2 separate regions of the Mus musculus genome follow, and region 2 is linked to region 1. A link is a contact called in public Micro-C data. All regions are on one chromosome and are shown on one strand. The core of a region is the stretch at or near the end of the contact, and the rest is flanking DNA. Distances in the headings are between cores, read along the strand shown.

The links. A called contact is a pair of places that touch in the nucleus more often than the background predicts.
Region 2: a Micro-C map of palatal mesenchyme shows a contact between it and region 1, with 2.7 times the contacts expected there. The contact joins the promoter of Mn1 here to the enhancer-like site in region 1. A contact is called at or near these places in 1 of 484 Hi-C or Micro-C datasets (palatal mesenchyme), 2 of 115 datasets of contacts at active chromatin or transcription factors (both in embryonic stem cells) and 3 of 9 other capture datasets (adipose tissue, embryonic stem cells and pancreatic islet).

The regions. Positions count from the first base shown.
Region 1 is chr5:111,374,879-111,378,108 of GRCm38.p6, reverse strand. All of the region lies in intron 8 of Pitpnb (phosphatidylinositol transfer protein, beta), which reads right to left. Among named protein-coding and RNA genes, the nearest start is that of Gm36027, 20 kb to the right of the region's middle. Within about 2 kb of position 1,563, at least 24 of the 459 cell types and tissues checked have an H3K27ac peak or open chromatin away from gene starts, as enhancers often do. A contact at or near this core is called in palatal mesenchyme, where this site is marked.
Region 2 is chr5:111,415,593-111,418,822 of GRCm38.p6, reverse strand. Mn1 (meningioma 1) reads right to left here and starts at 1,523. Exons shown (of 3, transcript NM_001081235.2): 1 at 1,160-1,523; 2 at 1-1,004. The coding sequence starts at 657.

The DNA of each region.
Region 1 (3,230 bases), core at 314-2,813:
TCCAACTTACAAGCAGTTATTAAAAAAAAAAAAAAAAACAACCAACCCTTTGAGGGAAGAATATGCAACCCAACTAAACTCTGCTCAAGTAGACACCGGCCTGCTGCCTTGACTTCCCAGTTGTCTTCTGGAGGTGTCAGCGTGTCACTGGAGTCACACACAAGCTACGTGTCTTCCTGCAGTAGCTAACGTGTGCATGGCACTTTAGGTGTCGTTTCTACGTGTCTTTCTGCGGTAGCTAACGTGTGCATGGCATTTCACAAGTCATTCCTGTTTAAAGGTGACTGATAAAGAATCATCCTGTAATCCAAGCTATAGACTTTGGGTTGGTGGGATGGCCAGTAAGTAAAGTGCCTGCTGCCAGGCCTCACTGCCTCAGTTCAACCTCTTGGTACCACATGAAAGGAGAGAACCAACTCCTGCAAGCTGTCCTCTGACCCTGATGCATGCTCTGGCGTGCATACACATGTGCATTCAAGTGCCTGCATGTATGCATGAATGTTGTGCCTACATGTATACATGTGCACCACATGTATGCCTGGTGCTTGCAGAGGTCAGAAGAGGGCATCAGATCCCCTGGAACTGGTCATGAGACAACATGTAGATGCCGGGAACCAAACCCAGGTCCTCTGAAAAAAACAGTGAATTTACCTGCTAAGCTGTCTCTTTAGCCCCTAATTTAAAAGAAAGAAGAAAGAAAGAAAGATTGAAGGAAGAGAAACTTAAAATCTTCAAAAAAGGTATTTCCATTGTGACAGAACGAAGTTCCATCCTGTATCAAGTTCCTAAGAGCTCAACTGCTTTAAAAAACAACTTCTTCTCGAAACAACCCAAAGGGCAGGGAACAGAATACAGAACAGGCCTTTTACACATTGCTCCAATCCAGCCCAAACCTAACTTCATTACCTGCATCAAGGCAGCTATAGCTAACTCTGCTGGTTCATAATACAATTATTCTGCCAATAAGTGAGTTGTGAATAGATTAAATTTAAGAAGGAGAACATTAGCTGGTTAACGGAAGAGCAGCCAGCAGTTCTATGAGATGGGCGTCCCAAGCTCAAGAGCCCCACATTAGGTTATTTCCCACATAATTCAAATTTCATCCATAATGTAGCATGTACTAGTTAGTTGCAAAATGTTTTCAAAATTGCATTTAAATCATTTGTACAGTCACAGAATTCCTTACATTCATGTTACTAACTATAAATGAAGCCTCCCAAGTCCAATCATGTTTTCAATTTAAGAGCAAGCGCGTATTAGGTTACTCTGAGGCATGTGGCCGAGGCCTTCGGGGAAGCAGCGCACACAGCAGCCACACATCGTGGCTCTGAGGACTTGCAGCTTGTGCAGCTTCGATGGTAAGCAATCAGCCAACATTAGCCTCAGGAACAAATGTCTTCTTCATCTGTGACAGAGAAGTATGTACAAATGCTAAGAGAAGTGGAGGAGAGCCTCTAAGGTCTCCTCAGCTTCGCTCGCTCACTTCATACTGTAGGCTCGCTGTGGGGTGGGCAGAGCCGGCGCTCCTCTGCAGCAGAGCAGTCTTCATGCGGTTCACACTCCCCAGTATTTTAGTTTTTCAGTGGTAGGCAATCAGAATGCTCAGTTTTGGCGGCCGAATTTGGAGTGTTAAGTTTCCAACCGAAATCGCACTAAGAAAGTTAAAAATAAATGTGCCGCAAGGGCTGCTGCCAGTGTGCACCAGCAAATGTCAACACAGGATCACAGAATCCATGGCAAGCGTGTGCACCGCAATCTCAGGCGAGGCGAGGCGAGCCCCATTCCCTCTCCAGCGCATGCTGTCTTCTCTTCTCTAGACAGCTTTTCCTCTGAGTCTTTTGGGTGGGCCTGGGTTGACACTAGCTTACTGACTGGCGCTGGTTACTGAAGGCACAGGTAAGCAAGGTGCAGCCACAAACCATGGTGGTCTCACACTCTGAAAACAGGGAGTAGAACAAGGAGACTACCCTGGACTGAGGTACCAACAGTCCCACAGGGGCACCCAGAGGCCTCTAGTGGGGTTGGGGGTTCATGGTGGGAGACTTTTTGCTTTGAAAAAGTTCCAAATGATGACCTAATCATATTCAAGTTTATAAAAACAGGCACAATAAATTTACAAAGGCCCTAGTTGTGAGGAATCAGCAGCAGTGTCCATGCTCTCTCTCAGTGACTGGACAGTTCACACCTTCCCCATCAGGGATGAAAAGTCACGATGAGCAGGTGACCTGCAGGCCCTGCTCGACGGACTCAGGAGGAGCCCAGCCAGAGCCCCACTCTGCCAAGTCACTCCCCGAACCAGGCAGCATACAATTCCAGAGGCCTGGGTCCTGCAGGTCTACCTAGAAGCAGAGGCATTCCACAGACAAGCCAAGGCAAGAGCTAGCAGGCAGCCAGGGCACCCTGATGTTTGAAGACATGGGCCTGTTCATTTTGACATCTTTGGGAGAAGTTCTACACATATAATTAAGGCATACTAAGTGCTAAATGCACTTTAAAGACTTCACCTAAAAAGTGGGGTCAACAGACCATGTAATCCTCTGAAAACATGCCATGTCTGTAAACGTCTGTTATACAGGATCCAAAATGTGACCTAACTAGAAACCAGTTTGAGTTCCACACGTTACAAACAATACAGGAAGGAAGCAGGCCCTCAACCGCTTCGGACCTCAGGCAGTCAGGTTAGGGATCTGTAGCTCTGAAGCACTGTCCATTAGGAGAGCCACAGCGTCCACCTGGAAGGAGGCTTTCACAGCTGCACTGCGGCTTCTCCTCATCAGCCTTGTCCACTGCTCCCGTCCCCAGCACACCACCTCACACCTCAGCTGACAGACAAGGCTGCTGTTACCTTTCCACACGTGTGGGGTAGAAAGAGAAATCAATCACAAGGACACAGAAAAAACAAACTGGTGTCTCTACAATGTGAACAGGAACTCAGAATGGCTACAAGGGCTGTCCTAGAGTGTGACTGAGCAGCACATGCAGCAGGAGTCTGAAAGGCCAAGCTCCCGCTGCCAGCACTTTGAAGACCATACTTGCAAGCATCAAACCTCTGGAATTTCTGGGACAGCTCCTGTTCCTGACCCGATCACCACGTGCACCACTGTCTGGGTACTGCAGAAGCAGGAGCTTTGGCATAGCCTCCTAGTTAGGCTCATCCATTTGTGGACACAGACGCTGAACTCTTCCTTTCATTGGGTTAGAACGACACCGTAATCTTCAACTTGTTACTG
Region 2 (3,230 bases), core at 274-2,773, 41 kb before region 1:
GGGCTCCAGGCTGTGAGAATCCGAGCCGCTAGAGGCGGACAGGCCGTGAAAAGAGGCAGCCCGGTTAGGGCTCTGGTCCAGAGGCAGGCACGGGGCAGGCACGGCGTGGCCCGAGGTGCCCGAACTATGGAAGTCCGGGAGGTTTCCTGGCCGCTGCGGGCCGAAGCCCTCCGGCCCCTGGCTCTCCGCCATGTGCTCATAACTCTCTGCGAAGGGAGGCTGGCTGCCCAGGCCGCCCGCTGCACCTCCGTAGCCAAGCAGCCGGCCCCCGTGCAGACATGAGGCACCTGGATCCGGACCACCGAAGTTGCCCCCAAAGTGGGGGTGATGCTGGTGCGGGTGATGGCCTCCGGGATGGCTGTGGTGAGGCTGCTGACCGCCGAAGAAGCCATGCACAGGCTGCGCCTGCAGCCCCCCTGCGTGCAGCTCGGAGTGGCTGCGCGCATGAAAGCCGTAGGGCTCCATGTTCAAGCCCAAGATCGGGGGTTCGCCCAGAGCGCTTATTGCAGGGTCCACGGGGCCAGTAGGAGGCCCGGCGTGGAAGGCAGGAGCCTTAAAGTGGGCGTTCATGCTCAGTCCGGCTTCGTTAAAGTTCCCCTCGCCCTGACCAGCGTGCCGGCTGTTGATCTGGGGCTCGAATTGGTCCAGCCCAAACATACTTGGCGGGGGCGGGGGGGGCGGGGGGGGGGCGGGAGGGGATCAATAGGGCATGACAGCCTGCTCCGCCGCGCGCCTCCGGCCAGGTACTCGCCTCAGCCGAGGTTCCGGCGCTCCGGGACGTTCTGCACCGCGGGGCGCAGCGCTCACTGCCGCCCGGCCCAGCGCGCGGGCGCTGGCTAGGAGCTCTCTCCGCTGCTCTTCGGAACCTCGAAATCGACCCAAGCGGGCCTCTCACGTCTTGCGAGGCCGCGGCGCCTCCTGGAGCCTTGTCGGGGGGCCCATGCCCCGGGTCGATGGCACGGTCGCGGGTGGGTATGCGGAGAGGAGACCTGGAGGCCGACGAGCTGAGACAAAAAGTTAGATAGGGGGGAGGGAAGGGGACGGAAGAGCAGAATGATCACCTCTGGAGTCCGCGGCGCGGCGGCTGGGGCCGTAGCGGAGCCCCTTGGTCCTTCCCCTGCCCCGAGTCCCCGCTCCCGGGCCGCACCGGCTCCCGCACCTCCGGTCGGCCGCGGGCGATCGGCGGCGAAAGCCTCAGCGGCTCGGAAGACGGGCTGCTCCGCTCCTCATCGCCGGTGCTGGATTCACAGCAGTAGACGCGGGCGCCGGAGCGGGAACGCAGGCTGCGGGAGACGCGCGGCTCCGCGGCTCCGCGGCTCGGGCTCGATCGCCGGTCGCCGCGCGAGTTCGCGGGAGTCTCGGGCCGCGCGCGGGAGGGGAGGCGTGGGGCCGGCGGTTCCGAAGCTGTGGTTCCCGCCTCCGCACTCCACGGGTCCCCTCGGACCCGGGAATGGGCCGCGCGGGCGAGCAGGGCGCGCGGGGCGGGCGAGGCGCTGCGAGGTCCGGGATTCCGCTCCGCGTCTGCCTCTCGCCGGCGCCGGGAGAAGCAGCAACAAGTTTTGCGTTTCAGCAATCCATTCCAGCCATTACCTCTGCACCAATCAGCGCCGCCCGAGCGGGCTCGGGGGCGGGGCTCGCTCTTAAGGTGGTCCCGGGTCCCGGCTGCGCAGGCCCGGCCACCAACCCGCGCTACTCCGGGTCCGGCGCTACGGCGTTGGGGGTGCGCCCCAGGTGCCCCCGGCTGGGGAGGGCGCGAGCCTAGGACGACGGCGGGAGCCAGGCTTTGTCCGCCCCCTTCCCATTCACGCTGTTCTCAACTCCCCACCCCCAACCGGAGCCAGCGCGACCTGCGGGGTGGGCAGGGGGCGGGGAGGTGGGCGGTGAGCTGTGCGGGGCGCACAGACAATGGGGTAGCCTGGCAGAGTCCCCGGACGCGCCAGGGAAAGTCGCTAAGTGTCGCCTGTGCTGCAGCCCGGGGCAGCGCCCCAGGGAGCCGGCCCTGGCAAGTTCACGAGGTGATCGCCGAGGGGAAACACGAAGTAAGGTTGTCTCTGCGACCAGAGACTGGCTCGCTCCTTCCCTAGTCTCCCACCGTCCGCGGCTTCCGGTTCTCTGCCGCTGGCTCCACCGGGAAGAAGCCACGCACCCTCGGCCGCTTTGTGGAGCCACTTCGGGTGAGCCCGGCGCGGGAGCGACGAGGCGAGACAATGCGAAACCCTGAGGAGAGCGACGCGCAAAGGGCGCACGGGGTGGGGGCGGGGGTGGGGGCGACACCTTGCTGCGGCCACAAGCAGGCAGGCCCAGGCCCTGAAGGGCGCGAAGTTGGCCTCCTTAAAAGATCAATTAAACTGAAGAGGTCAAAGAACGGAATTGGATTGTGATACTAAAATCAATAAGAGTGATTTAATACCTACCCTATTTCATATGGAATATTTATCCCAATAATCTTACTTAAAATTGTTTAGATCTTTCTACTCCTCACGGAGTAGAGGCTGAAATCTATCTTGCAATTAAAAGTTAGAAGTTGGAGGTGATAGGAGGTGGAGGTGTTTATTCTGTGGACGCGCGCGCACCCAAGCGCCAGCATGCGTGTGCGAGTTTTCCTCTCAAAGTGTAAGTAGGGGAGGAGGGGCGGAAAGGCTTTTAATTTTCCTTGTCATGAAATAAAGCGAGACAATTTTGCTGGCAAGCCAGGATTCTTAAAAGAAGAGGGGAAAAGAAAAAAAAAAAACTTTCGTTGAAGTGCCCCCGATATCGCTATTAAATCTAAATAAAATTAAGCACGGTGTATAAAAATGCCTTCCCCCCCCCCACAAAAGAAAGTGTTTATCGCCCAAGTCTGTCTAGCGTTTGCTAAATTACGCATGAAATCTGAAATGAAATAAACGTTATAATAAAACCAACCCGGAGCCCTTTTTATTTAAAAACCTCAGATTAAGCACTCCACTGTCGCGGGCATGAGTTAAAAGTTACCGTGTCATTCGCGGCCGATTCATTACTCCCTGGAGCTTCTGAGGAAAGAAACGTTGGAAAATGGGCTCGATTTAGGAAGGGGGGGCAGGAAGCCCCAAGAGACGTCTCAAGAAATCACACACACACACCCAAGACACACACTCTTTCACACACACAAACCCATCCCCCACACACTCACTCACCCCCACCCCCACCCTCACACACTCGAAATAAAAGCTCTCAGGAAGCTGCAACAAGCTCGGGTTTTTCCTGCAGTC